Regions from separate parts of the Mustela lutreola genome. Here region 1 is linked to region 2. The links are chromatin contacts, called in public Hi-C maps. All regions are on one chromosome and are shown on one strand. Each heading gives the region's core, a stretch centred on a gene start, on an enhancer-like site or on the middle of the called end of the contact. The rest is flanking DNA. Distances are from core to core; before and after follow the strand shown. Region 1 holds the start of BOLA3 (bolA family member 3). Region 2 holds the start of STAMBP (STAM binding protein).

Evidence for each region. Hi-C and Micro-C count contacts between places; a contact is called where the count stands out from the background.
Region 1: a Hi-C map of an unstated tissue shows a contact between it and region 2, with 9 times the contacts expected there. The contact joins the promoter of BOLA3 here to the promoter of STAMBP in region 2. A contact is called at or near these places in 2 of 2 Hi-C or Micro-C datasets (blood and an unstated tissue).

Annotation. Positions count from the first base shown.
Region 1 is chr9:95,866,071-95,869,213 of mMusLut2.pri, forward strand. BOLA3 (bolA family member 3) reads right to left here and starts at 1,587. Exons shown (of 4, transcript XM_059188087.1): 1 at 1,443-1,587. The coding sequence starts at 1,496.
Region 2 is chr9:95,588,516-95,591,745 of mMusLut2.pri, forward strand. It overlaps STAMBP (STAM binding protein), which reads left to right and starts at 1,946. Exons shown (of 10, transcript XM_059188074.1): 1 at 1,946-2,038.

The DNA of each region.
Region 1 (3,143 bases), core at 337-2,836, 280 kb after region 2:
TTTGGAGTTTATTAGGCCTCTTGGTGCCAAAGTCACCTGCACAAAACAGTGCCTTTTGAAGTTAGCCCAGATGAGAGGTGTTATTACAAACAGAGTACACAGGGACTGGAGGGGGATGGCAGGTGGGATGCAGGAGTGCTGTTCATCTGTGCTGGTGCTGAACGTACCACCCCTTCAGCCTTTAGTCCCACTTGTCCTCAGGCTGTTCCTGAAGGCCTAGAGCAGGGTCCTGTGGTAGAAACTGTCAAAGCACCTTCTTCTTTTTTAAGTAGGCTCCACACCCGGTGTGGAGCCCAACGCAGGGCTTGAACTCACCACCCTGAGTTCAAGAAACGAGCTGAAACCAAGAGTTGGACACCTGACCAAGCCACCTGTGCCCCCTGAAGCACCTTCTTTAAAATGATCTGTGCACTGGCTCTTTCACCAGCTAGTTTCAAAGGCCAAGACTGACTCTACCCTGTTACTGCAGCCTTCCAAAGCTGGGCCGGGACAGGCCCTCCGGGAGACTTGGGTGATGGATGGCTGAACGAATGAACAAATGAACAAGCAGAACGAGCACAGCACGCAGGGCATGACTGCTCGCACCTACAAAGAAGTCGCCGTTCCAGCAGGCAGCTGAAAGGCAGGTCAGAAAAATGGTCTGGAGTGAGACGGAGGGACAGAAACTTGATGTTGTGGGCCTAAGACTGGGCTGGAGGAGGGGGAAAGATGGAGCCTCTTCTGAGGACAGAGCCTTGGAGGGGCAAGGGCAGAGGGTAACCAGGTGGCAGGCAGAAGCAGTAATCGCTAAGGGCTGAGGGGACTTGACATTACTGATTCCTTGGGAGGTCTTTCCTCCGTTTAGCTGATCTGCAGGCAGCGGCCTTTACACGAGCAATGTACTGACAAAATCCCCAGAGCCCCGACTGTCCGCGCGGAGAGTCACCCCCTCTTCATACTTCGCGGAGGCAGGAAGGAGAGAAAGTTCGGAGAGCGCGTGGCGAGTGCCCTCTGCTGGGCTTTTAGTCAGGGCGTGTGGGGCTTGGAGAGGGTTAAGGTCCCAGAGGCTGGGAGGACTTGCCCAAAGCCCAGACCCTCGCACTCTCCGGCAGGCACGCCAGGACTGCGAGCTGGGGCTGCCGGGTCTCCGGCTCGGTGCGTCCACATCGCTCTCTCCGCGCCCGCCGGATCCCAACGGTTTCCGTGTCTGTTCCCCTCGCCTCCCCACCTCCACCGGCTCAGGCAGCTCCGCCAGCGCGCGCCAGAGCCTGACACTCCTCGGAGCCCCGCCGCCCGGGCCCACGGAAGGACCCAACCCACGAGGAATGAATGAGAGACGGGAAGGGGAGGGCGCCAGGCCCGGCGCCGCGCTCTCCGCGAGCCTGTCCTCCAGCCTCGACCGGCCCCGCGGCCCCTCCGCAGCTCCCGCCCGGGAACCACAGCCCGGCCCCGCCCGCGCTCACCCCGCGTATCCCGCGGAGCAGCGGCGCCACCACGGCCGGGCTCCACGCCGCCATGCCCGGCCGACGCGGCCCGGCGCCCGAGGTCGCCGCGTCCCGTGAGAGGCGCGGAGCCGGGGACCGGAAGCCGTCGTCGCCGCGGGCGAGGCCGCCCCCTGCCGCCCGGAGGTCGCGAGCTGCCCGGCTGCAGCTCCCGGCCGGTCCTCGCCCCGGGGGGCGCCTCCTCGGAACTTGCTGCTCCGCCAGCTCGCGCGTCTGCCCCGCCGGGTCCGCGCCGAGCTCCGCCAGCCTCCAGGGGTCGTTCCACCGGGGGGCTCTTCTTGCCCAGCCGGGGGACGCCCGGGGTTCTCGGCCCTCCGATCCGAGTTGCCCACAGGCCAATGCCCCTCTCGCCCTAGGAAGGCCATCTCCCTTCCCATCCCCACCGCCGGCAACCTGGCTTCCAAACTGGGGAGTGTGGGTTTCTCCCTCCAGAACAGGGGGGCCGTGGAGGGACTTAAAGCAGGGGAGTCGTTTTCAGATTTGCGTTTTAGAAAGATCGTGCGAAGAGGAGGGACTGTAGGGGGCCTGACACTGGAGATGAGGACAGAAGTTCTGGCGCTGCCGCGATGGTCCGGGTGAGGTGTGAGGTCTCAGCGACAGCTGGAACAGCAGGGATGGAGGAGTGGCTCTGGATACTTGGGAGGGGAAGGGAACAGAGTGACTGGACTGGGCAGCGAGGCTGAGGTAGGTGTCTGGTGTGGACAGTGCGATGGGTGGAGGAGGGCGAGGTTTGTCGTGAAAGGGGCCAACAAACTCGGTTTGGGTTTTGCCCGAGTTTAAGGTGCCTGCAGAGAAGCAGAGCCGCAGACCGTAGAGTCCTGAGAACGTAGTGGAAGCTGCCGGCTCGAGGACAGGTACGATTATCCAGTAAGCCTGCCCCCACCTCTGGACTGATTCACACACACCTCAAGGCCTCATGCCCTTTCTCTCTCAGGCTGTATATTTTGGCAGTCTGGTAAGCCCTGCAGACTTCCCCAGTTCTCACTATTGCATTCCGGCCTGTGCCATCACCATGTTCAGTATGTTCGTCCACACGTGGGACAGGCCTACAGTTGCCCTTATAGTGATCACCTAGATATATGCTTATTCATTCCAGTACTGAGTGACTTCTGTTTTGGGTCTCATAATTTCTCCTTTGGATTACTCTAGTAACCTCTCTCATATTTTTTTGCTTCGTTCCTTAAAACATCATGGCTGGTGGGATTAGGGATAATTTGCTAACTTTTCATTTTTCTTCTCAGGAGTAATTAAAACTACCAAAAATATTTTACCCATTGTGTAGTAGTGAACCACCTTTGGCTCCTCATACCACCAAGGTTCAGAGGAGGTCGACCTCTCCTCCCCTGAGAGTGGTCACATGACCCAGGTCATGGCCCAGCAGGCACCGATTGGTTTGGGTTGGTCAATGATCTGAGCCGGCCCAGTGAGAATTGCTCTAGAGACTCCTCTGGCACTCCGGAAGAGAAATGGTCCTTTGCCACCGGCTGCCATCTTTGTAATCATGTGCGTAGCACCCGTTTAGAAATGAAGTAGATCCAGAAGTTGTTGGGAGACAGATGTTGAACACTGTAGGGTGCCAGAAATAAGCACTGAAGTCATTTTAGTTGGTTAGTGGGTTTGTTACTTGTAAGACACCCACGTTAAACTCACTGATTTGTATTG
Region 2 (3,230 bases), core at 696-3,195:
CCAAAAACTTCAATATTTACAGATTCTCTCCCTGAGTGAACCAGATCCTGCTTACTATATCCTCTTAGCCATGATCTTAAGAACTGCCGTCACTGGGGCATATCTCCTTTCTAATATAGAGCACAGCCTCTGTGAGATGGTTGCTGTGTTTGTGATTATTCCACACTCCTCTCTTATGTGTTTCCCATTCATAGCTTCTTAAAGACTTCTCCTCATACTCTTAACTTCTAGCATGTTTGTAAATTCTGTTAACTTGTTATGTTAAATGTTACAAAGCCAAGAGCTACTTTTTGGAATCTGTGCTTAATGGAAGCAGGTGCCTCTTTTTCCCCCACCAGCTCTGCTTCTGTCTGCACTTGCACAATAACAATATCCACCTGCTGGATTTGTCCATAGCTGTATCCTTAACACCTAGAACAGCAATTGGCATGTAGTAGATGCTCAACAAATGTTTACTGAGAAGTTGGATGGGTTGGATTTTGTCCTGTGTTGACTTCTGCCAGGACTCCAATTGCACTGTATGCCTTCCCTAAGACCAGCTCCCCCAGTGGCTTAATTTCTTCAGGCTCTACCCACTATGTATACCTTCAGAAGGGAAAGAGTCAGTAGAGAAATAGAATTCTGAGGACCCCCATGGTCCCCATTACAACTGTCTTGCCAGAGTTTTCAGCCTGAGTTCCAGGAGAATTGATAGTGGATCCTTGCAATGATATGCCTATTTATGCTTGTAGGAGAGAAAGAGTCTCATTCTGTTAAGTGCTTTCAGCTGTAAGTCTCAAAAGCCAGTGACCACATAGAATCACTTTGGGGAAATTCCAAAGACAGATCCACAACAGCGAGTCAGAAAATTAGAGATCTGAACCCTGATCTAGTGGAAGAAGTAACACCAGTTCCGGGGCTTTAAGCAAGACCTTGAAGGATAGGTCATGTCATCACATTAAGGAACTTACAGGGAGGGTCCCCAAGTTTGGTGGGTAGAGTGTCCCCAGAGAGCAGAAAGTATCAGAGTGGTGATATACAAAATCTCCTGATACGGAGATAGCAGGCTTGAAGGATCTTTTTGGAAAGCAGCTGTGCAAGATATTCATACATACACACACCCATACAGAGAATATGCCACTGTTTGTACTTGGTGTAAACAGCTGCCTGTCCTGTCTGCAGGGGCAGGAACCGCATCATACAGTTTCGGTCTCCAATGCGTGGCACGTGGCCCTTAGAAGCCAAACACTCATTTTTTTAAAAAAATTTTATTTTTTAAGAGATTTTATTTATCCATTTGACACACAGAGATCACAAGTAGGCAGAGAGGCAGGCAGAGAGAGAATGGAGGAAGTTGGCTTCCTGCTGAGCAGAGAGCCGGATGTGGGGCTCTATCCCACAACACTGGGATCACGACCTGAGCTAAAGGCAGAGGCTTTAACCCATTGAGCCACCCAGGGGGCCCCAAACACTCATTTTTAATAAATTGTATTGGAGTTCTAACATTCAAAAGTTAGTCTCAAGTTTTTTTCTAAGCAATAGAAGCGATTGCCAAATACCTCAGGCTATCAATTTTGCGTAGGAAGTGACACAAACAAGCAGAAATTTTCAAGAGTTTGGTTTTTTTTTTTTTTTCCACCAATTTAGAAAACTTGCTTAGTTCAGCCAGGTACTTGCATCACCAATCCCTTCTTGAATGTTGATTTGTGGATTTGTGTAAGTGTGGTATAGGGGCTATCTGGCAGGAAACTCGACCCAAAGTCAAATTAATTCCACAAATAGAAGTTAGCTTGATCATTTAACTACTTTAACTACTCGCTGTCCCTCTACCTTGTCGCTTTTCCTTTACCAAGATGGCCGCTGTCGAGCTCTCTCCTCATTGGCAGTCTTTTTTCGCGGGAGGGGGGACAGGGGGGAGGTGGCGGTTCTAACCCCTCCCACCAGCTCACCGCCCTGGGTCCTGCGTTTTTGAGAGTGCAATGGGTAGACCGGCGGGAGGGGCGGGGCGCGCGCCGGATGTGACGTTTCCGGAAGCTCCGAGTGTCGTCCGCGGGGACAGGTGGGGAAGGGTCCGGGAAATGTGGTGGGGCTGAGCCCCGGAGCATAGTCGGACTCTGAAGGGGAGTGGCCGCCGTGAGTGTGGGGCCTGCGGCCTTGTCGTCCCCGCGCCCTCTGCCCGGCCCGCCGCGCGCGAGGCCACTGACGGCACCGGCCTCCGCCAGGCCCCGCGCGTCCCCGCGCGTCCCCGCGCGTCTCCTCCTGCAGCGCTCTGAAGACCCGAGAACCTTGGATAATTTTGTCCCTGGGTTGGCAACTTGGGCGTGAGGGCCTTGAAGGAGGGGATCTCAAGCAGGTGTCAGGAGGTCCCTCTCCCGTGAATACGCCCCCTCGGCTCGTTCCTGCAACTTCCTTTGACCTCGTCTTTCCTCCTCAGTCCTTTATGCCACCTTCTCCTTTTTTTGCGGATGCCGCATCTCCTCTGGAGTGTTGCTCAGCCCTCTAGTACCGCTCGCTGGCCTTGGGAGGGGGTTCCATTCTCGACCTTACAGATCATCTCCCCAGAGGTACTGAGGCGCAACAAGCTTCAGTTAGCTTTAATGGGCTCTGGATCGAGTTTACTAATTAGGCAGCCTGGGGAGGTTTTAGATTTGCTGAGCGGCTTTCTGAGCCTCTAAAACGGCTTTGGGGGAGATGGAAGGCCTTTGCATCTCTGGTAGTCTGCACAGCTTTTGTACTACTCGTGAGGGTGTTTAGAGAGGAAGCTTGGGGAAAGTGTGACCTAGAGGTGGAATTGACCAAGAAAAGCCTCGTCGAGGGAGGGCTTGGAGGGGAGAACAGGAAAACAGTGGGTAGACCAATGAAACACATTTGAGGATTTCTGGGCAGATTAGAATCCTGACTGAAGGGAAAGATCTCTGATGGGAAGGAGTAAGGTTTAAGACTGAAAAGACAAAGTGGGACCACTTGTTAGAGGGCCTTAAATTCCAAAATGGGTTCTACTCTAGTCGTATATTCTAGAGCATGCTGGCTAGGGTGGGCTGTAATTCAGTGTGTATCAAGTACCCAGATTCTTTTTGAAAATGATGTAGAGTCATACCAATTGGGAGTTGGAATCTGATTGTAGCAATAGAATGAGATCTAGAAAGATTGTAGAATTACTGCAGTTCGAAGCAGGGAAAACTCCCTCCCTGTTTTTTGTGGGTCTGTTTTATTTATTTATTTATTTACTTACTTATTTATTTTTGAGTACC